5 separate regions of the Sus scrofa genome follow, and regions 2, 3, 4 and 5 are each linked to region 1. Evidence: chromatin contacts called from public Hi-C data. All regions are on one chromosome and are shown on one strand. The core of a region is the stretch at or near the end of the contact, and the rest is flanking DNA. Distances in the headings are between cores, read along the strand shown.

Region 1 (2,901 bases), core at 294-2,793:
TCCCACCCCACCCCCAGCACACACACACACACACACACACACACACACACACAGCAGGGGCCACTGGACTTGTATGCTTTATGAACTGGAAAGGAGAGGAGAGATGTTTTCCAGCTGCTACTCCATCTCTGACCATCCAAACACAAGTGTCCTGAAAACTCCCAAACAAGTTCTCCCAGGACACTCTCAAGGCCCTTGATAAAAACTGGTTCTACTTCTTACCGAGTCTCTAATCAAGATGCTAAGTCTGATTTGAAAGAGTCACCATGATGTGACCCCTGGCATCTTTGTTCTCTTGGTGACAAATCCGTTTTCCATTGCTGTGTCCCCCTCCCCACACACATTCAAGGAAAAAAAAAATAACCTTCCTGTGAATTCTCACAGCTATATGATAAGTGATCCCTCACACACGCCACCTTCTGCTTGCTATCAACACTCTCAAACACAGTTTCTCTGGGGAGGGTCAACCCCAAGGCTTTCTTCTCATTTTTCTCCTTAAATCTACCCAAACTGGTCAGGCCAAGAAGCTCAGTTAGCACTTGCCTAGGGAGTGTGAGGCTCGGTTGGGTCTCATTGAAAAGAATTAAATTCATGGGTGCAGGAGATGAGGCAAACTCAGAAAACTTCAAGTTTCTCCTGCAACTTTCCCTGTACAAGTCTGGCGACTTTTCTTTTTTCTTTTTTCTTTTTCTTTTCTTTTTTTTTCTTTTTTTTTTTTTTTCTTTTTTTAAAGATTCACCGTCGCAGCGTTTTAGTTGGCATTCCAAGTTTTAGAAACACTCTCCCCACCTTGCTCCCCCAGCCCATCCTCCCAAGAGAAAAAGGAAATTTTCCAGATGTCAAAAGGACTATTAGGGACCTCACGCCCTAAAAGAGCATAGTTACAAGGGGTTCACTCTGGTCCAGTGGATTTCTCTGCAGGGCATCTCCCCCCTCGGTCAAGCCAGAGCCCCCGCCGCAGGAACCTGAGTATCTCCAACCCGCCCGAGCCTAGGCAGAGAAAAGGAGAGGGGTTCGCCATGCCACCCAGAGCAACACCCAAGTCTGGCTGCAGCGCGCGAGCGAGAACCGCGGGGGCTCCTGCGGGGACACCCGGAGCGCTTACCGATGTCAGAGTTGCAGAAGGCGTCCTGGGGGTGACTGGGCGAGCATGTGCACGCCTCGGCGCCCCAGTCCCCCAGACTCCAGCTGCCCAGGAGCACGACAAGCCCGAGCCAGGGAGTCATTGCCGCTGCCGCTGCCGGGCTGCTTTCGCCTCTCCAAAGTTGCGGTACACGCCGCTGGCGGGGTCGCTGCAGCCTGAGCTCGCCCGCCCGGCCGTGTGGAGCAACTTTGGCTTCGGGTACGCCGCCCTCCGAGTGCCCAGCGGGACGGGCTGGGGTGAGGCGAGGTTGCCTCGGCGCTGGCACACGATTCGGCGAGTGGGCAGTCACTCTGGGCGAAGAAGCGGGAGCTGTAGCAAGAGCTGGAGAAGCCCGAGGAGCAGGAGGAGAAGAAGCTGTCCCAGCGCCCGCCTGCTGCCCGCTCTGCGCCGCAGCCCGGCGGCCGGGTGATATAGAGCGCGTCCCCCCGGCACGCCCCTCTCCGGAGCGCGGGGCCCGCCCCCTCCGACCAATGGCAGAGGCGCATTACCTCATCGGCCCTCCAAAAAGGGGGCGGGGCTGGGGGCTCGGGGCGACGGGGCGGGGCCGCCCCCGGACAGTTCAGATCCTTATAGGGAATAATGCTGCTATGGGCACGCGAGTGGGTGGGCTGGACGTGCCTCTGATACGCGCTTGCAGAGAGGCCGTCAGAGCGGCGCCCCCGTCCGCTTCTTGCCTGCACCCTCGCCTCTTGCCCACCCTGCCCTCTGGGAGCCTCTGACCCAAACCAGAATCAACTGCCATCCACTCCAGCACCAACCCCTCTGGCAGGTTAGAGGTGGCCCTGGCCCTGGAGATTTTGTGGCTGGTGGAAAGGATAGCTGATGGCTCTCTACCTTCTCTGGAGAGTGCAGACTCTGGGGAAAGAACTAGGTTGATGACCTATCACCACACACCCCCGCTACACCCCTTACCTCCATCCCTGACTTTCCTGCATGGAAGGGAGCCATCTGCTTTTTGGAGCTAACAGTAATAAAAGATTGTTTCCTGGGTTCAGACAGAGTAAATTGTGAAGTCATTCAACAAACATTGTTCTGGATGCTGGCATGAGCAAAAGAAACTACTCCTATGGAACTGCAGGCTATATACATCAGTAAATACATAGGGTGATTTTCTAAGGTGCCATGAAGAAAATAAAACAGAATAATGAGCTAGAAAGGACTAGGAAGGGCGCTGCTGTCTATGGGATAATAAGAAGAAGTCTGGCTGAGGAGGTGACATCCTGGCTGAGATGAGAATGAAAGCCTCAGCCATGTGGCAGTCTTGGTGGAGAGAACATCAAGTGCAAAAGCCCTGAGCTTATTTAAAAAAAAAAAAAAAAAAAAAAAAAAAAAAAAAAAACAGTTAAATAGAAAGGGCAGGAGAAAGGAGTAACCCCATCTAGGGCAGACAGGTTTCCATCCTTTAGCAAAGAATTTGGGGTGAACTGACCCCAAACTGGGATAAAAGTAGATCATGGAGAACTATTAGCTGTAATGGATAACTGCTAATAACTAATACTATGACCGTTTTTATTATTCGGTAACACATTGATCCCGCCTTATATTTTTCACACCTCACCTCATTACATCTCACAATAATCCTTTTAGATAGGAAAAGCACAAAGTATTATTCACACTTTCCAGATGAGGAAACTGGCACAGTAAAGTGACGTGACTTGGCAACCATCCAGGAACTCGATTCACCGCTGCCACCTTAAGAGGGGCATTTATTTTCTTGGACCTTAGCAGCAGTTAGCTCTAACTACCCAAATGCCCCT
Region 2 (2,901 bases), core at 184-2,683, 220 kb after region 1:
CCCTCCACTTACTTGCTGGAGGACCTTGGACAAGTCCTTTGCTTCTCTGAGCCTCATCTGTGAGATGGGGAGGATAACATCTCCCTCTCAAGGTCACTGGGAGGATCAACTGAGTGGACATACATTGTCTTCAAGTCCCACATCCTGCATGAAGCTGTCTCGGATCTGCCCTATGTGGTCTCTGGGTTTCAGTAATTTTGAAAAATTCCCAGTCTTCCCACTTCCACTTAACTCCCCATTTCCCCCACCTCCTGGAGGAAGGGGAGGGGCCAATCTAAAACATCCTTCCTTCCTTCAGTCAATAGCTCTGTATTGAGCACCTACTGCATGCCAGGTACCATGCTGGCACTGGCTATAGAAATCATGGGCTAGTGGGAGAGGCACATGGGGTATCAATAAGCAAATACACAATTATAAACTTTCCTCAGCACTAAGCAGAAAGTCAGGTTGTTAACACAGAGAAAAATAGAGTAGAGCTGTCGGAGAAACTTCTGAGGTGGTGACATGTAAGCAAAGGTGTGAGGAATGGGAATAAGCCAGCTGTGCAGGAACAAGAGGGAAGAACCTTCCAGAGAGAACAGTGTGTGCAAAAGCCCAAAGGCAGGAGGAGCTGGGGTAGTGGAGGAAGTGCCAGGAGGCCAGTGCATGTCTCAGGCTGTGCAGAGCCCCCGAGAGGAGGCTGCAAAAGGGGCCGGGCAGACGTAGGACCCACCTCCTGAGGTCCCTTGTCTCAGGGATCAGGCTTGCACTGCCTCTCCCCCCTCCCTCAGAACAGTTGCCTTGTTAATTTTTTACAGTTTTATAGCTGTTTACAGAGACAGGGCTCATGTGGTTACATCACGGCTGGAAGCTCTTAAGGTTGTTTGTGAAGATTAAATATATGTAAGCAGTGTAGTACAGTTCCTGGCACATAGTTAGTGCACAATAAGAAATAGATATCTTGGGAGTTCCTATCATGGCTTAGTGACAACAAACCCAACTAGTATCCATGAGGACTCAGGTTCAATCCCCTGGTCAGGGATCTAGCATTGCCGTGAGCTGTGGTGTAGGTCACGTATGTGGCTCAGCCCCATGTCTCTGTGGCTGTGGCTACAGCTCCTATTTGACCACTAGCCTGGGAACCTGCATATGATGTGGGTGCTGCCATTGAAAGCAAAAAGAAAAAGAAAGAAATAGATATCTTGAAAGAATACATGTGAAAATATATGTAGAAAGCCCCATGCCAACATCCACGGCAAACTGTTACTTTTTGATTTTAAAAAAGACTTTGGGATTTAAATTCACCTCCTCTTCATCATCACAACAAAGAAAATTAGACTGGAATTCATCACCTAACCTGGGGAACCTTCCCGGGAACCAACCCCAGGGTGCATCAGGGTCCCTATGCTGCAAGCCTGACCTCCTGCACTGGCCTCTATTGCAATCATCCGTCCATGTGTCTCTCTCTCCCATGGACTATGAACTCCTCAGTGGCTGGAATTATGCCTTGACTCTCTGTTCAATACAGCATTTAGACAACATTTTAATTTATTTCAGATATGTTTAAGGACTAGTCCAAATCATCTTCTTACTCTCACTGATAACCCACATTTGAGCTAAGAGCATGGTCCTGATGAATCAATCTCAAATAGAATTTATATCATTTTAAAAAGCACAATGTGCCTATAATTTCCCTAAAGTAGGGACTGGTTTAAAGTACAAACAGGCTTCTTGAATATCCCACCCCCATGGGTTTCTCAGACCCACGTTTCACATGAGGAGCGGACTGGCTCTTCGCCAGGGATGTTGCACCAGAGGCTTGTATTATTCACTGCTGGGGGAGGATGTCAAAAGTAATAACATTAAGCCCACGATTCCCAGACCCTGCACCCAATGCCCTAGGGCAGCAGAGTATATTTTAATTTTTCTAAGGGAAACTCGGTAGTTCTCGGCATCGGTTAGACACCATGCAAATTACTAGCCGAGGTGGTTCACAGTTTCAACATTAGATCACAGCATGTTCCTTTCAGTGACGTCACATATTTGCAAAAGTGGGATTTTGATGATGGTTGTGCTAAAAGGCAATTACTATATGAAAATCAGCGTGAAACAGGAAACGCGGCCGAAGTTTCCACTATGATTCTTAGGTTTGGGAATTTGTACACATCCCACTTGTAAGTAATTGTAGTTATTTAAGAATGAAATAAAAATATGTTAATTGTGTATTTCAGTTACTAAGTTATTAGGACATAAATATTTATTAAGCTATTTAGTGCTAACTCCTTAACAAGTACCACTTGGTACTTGTTTTGGCCTTAGAATGCTGTGAAATCGCTCCTGAGACGGGCACCGTCAATTAAGAAAGCTTGGGAACTCCTGCATTAGGTTATCTGCAGCTCCCATTTACCTCTTTTAAGCTTTTGATGCCAAGCTCAGGAATTAATTCTGAGCTAAACTCTGTGAACATGGCCTGATGGTAATGATATAAGCACAGAACCTACATATAGTCCCGCCTTCAGAATCCAGGAGCTCCAAGACTGGGAAAATTTTACTGGGAGGGGAAAAAAGAGATTAGATTGTCTCCTTCACTCCCTCTAACTAGTTTCTTAACCAGTGTGTACCACTTTGGAATGAGCTGGATGTCTGCCTTCCTGTTATAAAAACAGAAAAATAAATATCCATTTGTGTGCCAGGGTTATGGTTTTATTATCTCGAACTAGGAGTGGCCTGAAAATCCAGCCGGCTCAACCAACTAATTATTACCAGAGAGAGAGACCACAGAGCAAGTGTTCTGAAAGTACAGTTATTATTTTTGGTAGACCTCCTCCTAGCTTTTAGCTGATTCGTAAATAATCTGGTTCGGTAAATTGCCTCACGTAGTTATCTTTGAAAAAGACAAGTTTGCCTCAGCCATCATACCAG
Region 3 (2,901 bases), core at 161-2,660, 170 kb before region 1:
GTTTCCTGACTTTTCCAAGAGCCTGTTAGCTCCACAAGAACAGAGACTGTATCAATCTCCCCTCCCCAAGCCTAGTAGGGTGCCTAGTCCTTACGGGGCTCAGTAAATAGTGGTTAAATGAGGGAGTGAATAAATGATGTGATTGTGACCAGACACCTGCCCATACAAGTCTTCCTTATTGCTATCAGAAACCAGTGGGGAGACCTCAGCACATCCTGTGGCCTGGGACCCTAGTCTGACCAACCTTACCTTCACAGATCCCTGTGCAGGAATGAGGAGCCTTGTTACCCTCAGAGGGTGCCCCCCATTCTAACTCACTGGAGCCCCCCAGTTGCAAAGAGGTATGACAAGGCTGTTCTGTCATTGGTGGGCCCCATCTGGGAGTGGGAGGGGACCAGGAGTTTTAGTTATTCTTGGGAGTAAATAAATGGAGCTAGAATTGTATCTCTGAGTTGGCCCTGCTTTTGCCACACCTCCACCCATCCAACCTGGCATGTGCCCCTCCTCATCTTGCTAACTGGGAAAACCCTGAGGGTGTCCACCTTCAGAGTTCTCCTATGGGGTCTGTCATCCATCTCCCCCAGCTCTGTCCAGGCTGCAAATGTGCAACGGACATGTTGCAGTTGCATCAGAAACATGAAAATCTGTTTCTAGAGCTGGATCCCTGCCTCCCTGCCCCCCGCTACCCCCCCAACAGGCAGGGCTCTGCCTGAGACAGAACTTTCCTGACCCCTCTTCCCTGGTAAGGGCATCGCCAAGGCCTAGCCACACTGACTCTCCATCCCAGACGGATTTATTAGAAAGACGCTGCTTGGACACAGGTGGATCCTGTTTGTGCTAATTTTCCTCTTCCTTCTGCCCCTGCTACAGCCATGAAAGAGCTCGGTATCTCTCCCCATAAATCTTGCTCACACACCACATCCCGCCTCCCCAAACCAGGGATTTCCCACCCCAGGCAGCACTGGTTTTATAATATTCTCCTTCCTGGTGCCTCTGATGTGGCAGTAAAATATGAGACCACCCACAGAGATGGAAGCTTTATAGAATCAAGAGCTCCCCCCCACCCCTTCCCAAGGCCAAGGACTTGACTGATTGGCCTGCGTATTCAGGGAGCTCATTATGAGGATAACATATTAGGGCATTAGGAAGAGGCCTGCATGAGGGAAACAGAGCCCTCAGGCACAGTGGGGTCATCCATTTTGCCTGAGGTCAAATAGCCAGGCAATTATAGAGGCAGCAACCCCAGCCCCCAAGGCATCTAGAATTCCAGACCATCCCTACCCTTCCCTCTGCCAGACAGAACTGTTCAGAGGCTGCTCAAGCCTGAATGAGCCCCAGGCAAGGAGGCAGCAGTCTGTGTGGCCTGTCAGGAGACAGACTTCTGACTCCCGGCCAGGCAGGGGGATGGACCGCCTGACCCTCAGCTTCAGCCTGAGTCCGTCTGGCAGGCCCTGCAGTAAACATTCCAGAGATGGGCAAGTGTTTCTTGCCCAAACAAGTGTTTTTCCTGGGAAGGTGAGGCCCATGGAGGCCAGAGCTGCTTGGGTGGTATTGGTGTAGGGCAGCATGTTCTGGGTTCCCAGCTAGGATCACGTTAAGGGCTGCTGGTTGTGCATGTTGGACCCTGAATGGTGACCCCACTTTGTGATGGGTGTGGATTTGTGTGTTACAACAGTGTACCAGTAGATGGCAGTAGAGCACCTGGAGCAGGGGATGCCCCATGGCCTCTCCCTGGAAACATTATTCATTTACCCAGTCAGCAAACATTCCTTAGACATGTGCCTGTGCCCTGGCACGTTGTGCCGGATACTGGGGATTCAGTGAGCACTGAGACACGGTTTCGGGTTTCCAGGAGCTCACAGACTAGGTTTGTGGGGGCAGGGGACAGCAAACAACATGTGATTCCAACACGGAGTGGTATGTGTTATAGGGTTGTTAAGCAAAGCCCCCATGGGAGCTCAGAGGAGGAATACGAACCCAGCCTTGTTAGGGGGGTGCTTTCAAGGAAACAGAAAGAGGTAACCAAGCAGAGGAGACAGCAGCACATGCAAAGACTCAGAATCCTACAAGCACAGGAGTCACAGGAAGTTGAGTGTGCTCATGAGGTGAACAGAAAACAGGAGAAGACATGGGCCATAGGTCAGCAGGGTCCAGATTATGAAGGACCTAGAGGGTCTGGACCGAATCCTAAAAATCTTAAAGCACAAGATCTGCCTCACCATTGCTGCTTAGGGGCTCTGTGTGACTTTGAGCTTGTGGGGACTGGTCCCAGCCCTACTGTTCCTAGGGGTTGACACTGGGGTCAATAGGAGGAGGGATATGATGGGTGCGCAGGCCTTCTATGCCAGTGCCACCTGTTTATCGTCAGCATCATCATCAATCACTTATTGCACTGATGGGACAGATCAACATGAGGTGTTCCATTCTGTAACCTCCATAAGGGTAAAGATTACATTTGGGGTCCCTGCACATGGCGCCCGGAGCCACAGAGTAAACACTCAGTGGTTCTTTGTTGTCATTGTCAATTCTGTTTCAGGCCCTGGGCTGTATACTTTGGAGCTTACTATGTGCCAGGAACCATTCTAAGTGCCTTGTACGTCGTGTCTCATTTAATCCTCATTTAACATCCATGTGGAATAATTACTGTGATTATCCCGGCTTTCCAGATGTGGAAGCTGAGGCACATGGATGCTGAGTGAGTTACCCAAGGTTGCACAGCGAGCGAGTGGTGATGCTGGGATCATGTCGGGTGGTCCACACACTCTACTTAGTACCACGGGTGGGGAGGATCTAGTGAATTTCTCACCACACTTTGGCTGGTAGATGTTATCACCACTTGACAAATGAGGACGCTGTGACCTGGAGGGGTTAAGTACGTTTTAGAGTACGCCATGGGTAAGC
Region 4 (2,901 bases), core at 163-2,662, 150 kb after region 1:
CCCACTTTATAAATGTTAGCAGCTTATTCAGTTTTTGAAAGATCAGCAACACTGGGTGGTCCCAGTGAAATAGATTCACAAGCCACGTTCAGCCCATGCACTGCCAAATCGAGACCTCTGCATAGGTACCTGCCAGGTTACTGGGTAATATGATTGTGCCTGGCCAGGGCTAAGTTTGAAATCCACACAAACTAGAGAAGACAATGACCATTCTGCTAAATGGACCTGGTGCAGAAAGGGAGCCTACGAGGGTAGAATGTTTCAAACGTCTTCATGGTCTTTGCTTGCCTCCTCCTCCCTGGCATCTGTCACTCCTTGGCCCCCGGGCATTCAAGTTTACCACCCCTGGCCCCCGAGCTCTCTCATTGCAGCTTGACACTGCCTTGCTTTTCATTTTGGGAGAAATTGTGCTCTAGATGGACTAAATAAACCGCTTCAGTAATTCCTGATTTTTACCCCAGGCACAGTCCCTTTGGGGTATGGGAAATGTTCCCTTGGCTATCATGACAGTCAGAAGGCTTGGATGGGTCACCAACTTGCTATGACTTGAACAAATGACTTCCCTTCTGAGCTGAAGGTTCTCTGTGCAAAGAGTCGGGTGGACGGGAATAACCTCTGCAGTGCCTTCTAACCTCTAGCAGAGGAACTATTAACCCTTGATTATGCAAGGACCATGCCCCACAGTGGCAAGAGGGAATTTCTGTTGACAGGTTCCAGGCCTGGGAGCCCAAGAAACAGACTTTGACCCTAACTCACATGGCAATGGCCTCCTGCAGGCATCTAGCCAACAGACCAGCCAAAGTTCTCCCATCCCTCTGTGAGGAGTAGTAAGCATATTTTACCTACAGTGTGGCACAGGCATCGACCATCAGAGGGCTACTGGATAGGTCCCTGGAGGTGCTAGATGGTGGGAATTCTAGGATGTTGGCCCAGGGAGAGGCCAGAGAAGCTGAGGTGGTGGGAAGGCACCCCACAAATGACTACCAATGGGAACGAAGGTATTTAACCATTGTAATAATGGGTACAGCCAGGCAGGTGTGTATCCATTGAATGTCAGCTCAGCCCTCATCAGAATACTGCCTATCCCATATACAACAAGGCAGACCCGGATGCTGGCAACAGAATGAAAAGCGAATCTGCCCCCAACCCCCAGCCCCTGGGGACCTCACGGCACCCACCTCCCCCTCACGAGCTTGCTTTACTCCAGGCCACCCCCGCCCGTGGACATTGGCAAAGAGCAGGCACCATTCCAAACCCTGACTTCATGCTGACCATCAAATCCCCAAACCAGGGAGGGAGCAATGATGTCATTGTCCCTGTGTTTCAGAAAAGCAATAATCAGACGCAGAAGAGGATCGACTTTCAAGGCAGAAGGCCAAACAGTTTATCTTGGCAAAGGCCTCTGAGGATTGCCTCATAGAAAGAAAGGGCTGGCATGTGCATGAACATCATTTGTTATGAGCTGGGAATCTGCAGTGTCCTTGGAGTCAGGAAAACCTCGGGGACCCTGTTGAGATGGAGGATGTCGAATCTGAAACAAATGAGTATTAGTGTCATCTCTTCCCGTCAGAACCCTCTCTTGGGGAGGGAGGGGGCACCTCAAAGCTCAAGGAGGAGCCTTTTTCCAGCAAAGCTATGCCACTCCACCCTGGACCCAAGTCCTCTCCCATTAATATAAAGATGTCACCAGTTAAATTGGAGTAAGTGCCACAAAGGCAGGAACTTTGCTCCCTGCTATATCCTGGCATCTGTACACAGTTGAAAGATCAATAAATATTTGCTGAATGGATGACTAGGAGGAGAGAGCATGGATTGGGGAGTAGCCTCCTGGATTCGAGGGATCCAGGGGCATATCCAGGTCTGCCAGTCGGGCTTGGCTGGGCAGGCTGGGGTGATGAGGTGCAGCCATTGATTGGTTGCATATTTAAAACCGTCAACCATACTTCTCCCGTGATTCACAATCTTGCCTTCATGCTTCTGCTAGCCTTTAATCTTACTTGTAACAGTTATCTGGTCAACCTTTGGTGGTAAACACTGTTGAAAAGGCCCCGTTTTGGGAAAATAGGTTCAGGGGGAACAAGTCTCCCTGACCCCTACTTCTGCTGGGCTCTAACCCAAGCTCCATCACATCAGTGACCTTAAGCATGACACCTCCCCTCTCTGGGCCTCCATTTCCCCTTCTACAAAAAACAAAAACAAAACAAACAAACAAAAAAACAAGATAAACAAGAAGTATCCAGTGTTCTGAACTTTCAGAAGGAATTGTCTAAGCTCCCTTGTAGAAACAGAAGTCCATAGAATCTCCCCTAAAAAAATGCAATTCTTCGCAGACACAGGGGAACATTTTTGCATCCAGTATCTTGAGGTCCACCTCCCGTGTAGCCTGGCAAGGGAGCCCAGGGTCAGAGCCTTTTGGACATACTGATCTGTAAGTTCCTCCCAGCTCTGACTTTCTGGGATATTAACTAAAGTGTGACTGTGAGAAAACGCATTCCAGCTGCTTTCCTCTGAGGGCCGTCCTTCCCCCCTGCCGCAGCCAGGCTCCCTCTCACCTGCCCCGAGGGAATGAAGGAGTTTGAACTTAACTAATAATGGCCCCAAATACAGCCCCTAGTTTCCTCCAGACCCAGACCTCAAGTCAATAAAGGTAGCCCTCACGGAAATGAGGTGGAAAGCAAAAGGAAATCCAGGCAACTCAGCCTAAAAGGAATTTCCTCTTCTCTGCTTCTCCTTCCAATTTGGTCTTTCAAGGTTTGACGAAGGTGGGGCTGGGGGTGGGAAAAAATGCTAAGAGATTTTTTTTTTCAATTGAAGCTCAGAGGAGGTAGAGATGGGCGACAAAATAGAGAGGTCAGGCACAGGATACAGGGCAGAGGACCCTGATGAGTATGGGCGGGACCT
Region 5 (2,901 bases), core at 244-2,743, 130 kb after region 1:
TCCAAACCACTAAGTGTATTGGTCCCATAGTTGCTTGGCAATAAAATCAAAGCAGTCAAAGAGCTTTGGAGGGAAATGGTGAGTTCATTTTGGGGCATCCAAAGAAGGTGCTGAGAATGCAGCTATATACAGACATCTGTAGCTAAGGAAATATTAACGGGCTGTAGATAAGGTCTGGGAGTCATCAGCTAATTGGTAGTTGCTAAAACCATGAACATGAATATGAATTAAAAAGAAAAGAAGGCCTATGACAGAACCCTATGCAATTTGGACGTTTAAGAGCCAGTGGAGGGAGCAAGAATGATGAAAAGAAGCAGCTACAGAGGTAGGAAGGGAAAGCAGGGGGGTGCTACCTAGAAGCCAGTAGGCACCAATGTCATATGCTACAGAGATAGCCAATCAAATGAGAATTGCCAAAAGGACTATAGAATTTGCAAATGATCTCACAAGTGACCTTGTGCAGAGCAGTTTCCTGAGACTGGTAGATAAGGGGGGAAGGAACAATTGACAGATTTATAACAAAATTTAGTATGACTTCTCGTTTTTCACTATTCATGAAATAAAGAAAATCATCCTTCGTCAAACTACATTTCCTAACTTGAGGTACGGGAAAATGCAGTTGCTTTTGGAAAATGCAAGAGGTAATGTGGCTGTAGAGTATTCGGCAAGCCACTTCCTTCCCTTCTTGGGGCCTCAGTTTCCTCACCTATAGATGAAGATATTGGAAGAGACAGACTCTAAGTTTTCTCCCTGATTCAAAATTCTATTCTCTGCCATTCCAGATGCTCTTTAGAGATCCTGGTGTTGATGGGGAAGTTGAAATAGGACTCGGGTGTGCTGAAAAAGAAGCCCCCCACCCCTCTTTAACCACTGCAGTTCCCCTTGTGGTCTCTTCCCTCTCAGTCTTGTTTTCTCCCCAGTCCTCCAAGACGGCTATTGGAGCCAGTGATGAGAAACACATGTTTCTGGGCAGCTCTGGTGTTGCGCAATGCTGCCAAGGGGAGGGCAAAAAAGAAAGAAAAAAAAGAAAGGAAGGAAAGAAAAGAGCTTTGGTATTCTCAGCTTCCACAGACAATTCCCCCATTGATGTGCTGTGAGTCACGGCGGGCCGCCAGACCATCGTGGTTTCTGAATCACTTCCTCCAAGAGAGGCTCTCCACTTGTTCCTGGGCTGGCTTTGGTCAGGGCTGGAATGCAAGGAGGTTGGGCCCTTCAGAGTGCCTCTGCCTGCTTTCCTCTTTGCTGGAGCTCCAGCCACAGAATGGAGAGGCCTGGATGCAAGGAGACAAAGAGGCAGGTTGAACCTGCTTGTTGCAACTAGTGGACCCCTCCTTACAGAACTAAAACCATGGCCCCTCCCTGGTCAGAGTTGAAAGTGAGGTGAAAATCCAGTTTAAAGGCCGCAGTTTTCTCCAGTGCACACCGGACTCAGCCGATCTAGGTTTTCCGTCTTCTCCACCTTGATTCCCTGGCTGATGTGGGCAGGGCTGACAGCTTTTGGACAGACGTAGATGTAAAGTGGATCCTGGCCAGTCCTCCAGTGACTCACATGAAGGTATCTCAGACTGCATCTCCTGGTCGCCCATCTTGCAATTTCTGCCTTTGAAGATGAGGATGTGAATGGCCTGGGGTGCCCTCAACACAGTGGTACTCAAGTCAGAGTCTGTTTTAATTTCTTGCTTAGAATAGGCTTCACTCATTGGACAAAGAGTTTAATCCCAACTCTGGGCCACATTTTGTGTAGGCACTAGGGATTCCAAGAGGAAATGGATGTGGCCCCAGCCATACAAAAGAGAAAGACTAGGGAAGTCAGTGATGCAAATTCAGTGTGGCAGGTGCTCAGACGGGAGTGACCCAGAGGAGATCTTCAGACAGACTTGGGACAGAGGAACTCAGGGAGGGCACAAGAAAGGTTTGTTGGATTGAATAAGGCAACATTTAGCGCCATCTTCCTTAGTCCATCCACCAACACCCTCTCCCTTCAGCCCCTGGTCCCAGGACTTTCTAAGTCAGTACCTCGACTGAACCCTGGAGATGAGACCCACTCGCAGCCCCTAAAGTAGATGAAGTGGTCTCTCCCCTCCATGCCAACAGAAGGCGCTGTTTCCCAGACACCCCAGCAGTTGGGACTGTTTTAGAATGCCGCCACCTTGTGGGCACAGCGAGCCTTGCCCGTTTCACAACGAGTGCCTCTGGGGAACTTAGAGACGATTGGCCTGGAAGCAATTCTTCAAAGAACAGGGTCAGGCATGGCTACTTACCTGATTGCAGTTACAGGTGAAGGGTAAAAGGAGCACATTTTAGGCACTTCCCCTGTCCACATCAGCTGACTGAAGTCTCACCTTCAGAAGGTGGATTTGGATGAAAATCTTCTTTAGAGCAAGCATCATATCTTAACTTTCTCTATATCTCTCCTAGCTTCTACTGGAAGGTCAGGCAGGTAATAGGTGCTCAGCATGTAGATATTAAACAGAATCAATTACTGTAGATAATCAGCCAGAATGATAGCAAGGGCCCTCTCTGTCTTGTGTCCATGTGTATCTAGCACCTAGCATAGTGCCTGGCCAAGCAAATACAGGTTGAACAAGTGAATGAAATGAAATAAAACACTTAAATCTAAAGTTCTAGAAACAGGAACATTGTTTGCTGGAGGAGAATATAGAGTTTGTCTTGTATTGTCTAGTAGAGCCTCCTTTTTCTTGAGAACATCCCCAGAAATGTAAAATGACTACCTAAGGTCGTTCAGCGGGAACCTGTGGGCATGTAGACTGCGCTTGCCTGGCAGAGTCTGCCCACACTTAAATGAGGAACAAAGCAGTGCAGGGCCTTTGTCTAGAGTTACAGCTGATGAAAGAGCTTTCCACTGAGGATTTCTTAATTACCTTTGCAAGGACTCTAAGG

What was found. Hi-C and Micro-C count contacts between places; a contact is called where the count stands out from the background.
Region 2: a contact with region 1 is called in a Hi-C map of liver, with 6 times the contacts expected there. A contact is called at or near these places in 3 of 5 promoter capture datasets (fetal liver, fetal skeletal muscle and skeletal muscle), 3 of 47 Hi-C or Micro-C datasets (adipocytes, liver and skeletal muscle) and 1 of 2 datasets of targeted methods (skeletal muscle).
Region 3: a contact with region 1 is called in a Hi-C map of embryonic fibroblasts, with 4 times the contacts expected there. A contact is called at or near these places in 3 of 5 promoter capture datasets (fetal liver, fetal skeletal muscle and liver), 19 of 47 Hi-C or Micro-C datasets (alveolar macrophages, brain, embryonic fibroblasts and 12 more) and 1 of 2 datasets of targeted methods (skeletal muscle).
Region 4: a contact with region 1 is called in a Hi-C map of liver, with 13 times the contacts expected there. A contact is called at or near these places in 1 of 5 promoter capture datasets (liver), 10 of 47 Hi-C or Micro-C datasets (embryonic fibroblasts, fetal liver, fetal skeletal muscle and 5 more) and 1 of 2 datasets of targeted methods (skeletal muscle).
Region 5: a Hi-C map of embryonic fibroblasts shows a contact between it and region 1, with 3 times the contacts expected there. A contact is called at or near these places in 2 of 5 promoter capture datasets (fetal liver and liver), 13 of 47 Hi-C or Micro-C datasets (alveolar macrophages, embryonic fibroblasts, fetal liver and 8 more) and 1 of 2 datasets of targeted methods (skeletal muscle).

Annotation. Positions count from the first base shown.
Region 1 is chr5:12,241,056-12,243,956 of Sscrofa11.1, forward strand. TIMP3 (metalloproteinase inhibitor 3) reads right to left here and starts at 1,544. Exons shown (of 5, transcript XM_003126073.6): 1 at 1,106-1,544. The coding sequence starts at 1,226. The region is part of intron 6 of SYN3 (synapsin-3); the gene reads left to right.
Region 2 is chr5:12,461,413-12,464,313 of Sscrofa11.1, forward strand. The region is part of intron 7 of SYN3 (synapsin-3); the gene reads left to right. Among named protein-coding and RNA genes, the nearest start is that of FBXO7, 63 kb to the right of the region's middle.
Region 3 is chr5:12,070,756-12,073,656 of Sscrofa11.1, forward strand. The region is part of intron 2 of SYN3 (synapsin-3); the gene reads left to right. Among named protein-coding and RNA genes, the nearest start is that of MIR9790, 44 kb to the left of the region's middle.
Region 4 is chr5:12,395,074-12,397,974 of Sscrofa11.1, forward strand. All of the region lies in intron 6 of SYN3 (synapsin-3), which reads left to right. It overlaps LOC102167235 (a long non-coding RNA gene), which reads right to left. Exons shown (of 3, transcript XR_298408.3): 3 at 1-1,531. Among named protein-coding and RNA genes, the nearest start is that of FBXO7, 130 kb to the right of the region's middle.
Region 5 is chr5:12,370,473-12,373,373 of Sscrofa11.1, forward strand. The region is part of intron 6 of SYN3 (synapsin-3); the gene reads left to right. Among named protein-coding and RNA genes, the nearest start is that of TIMP3, 130 kb to the left of the region's middle.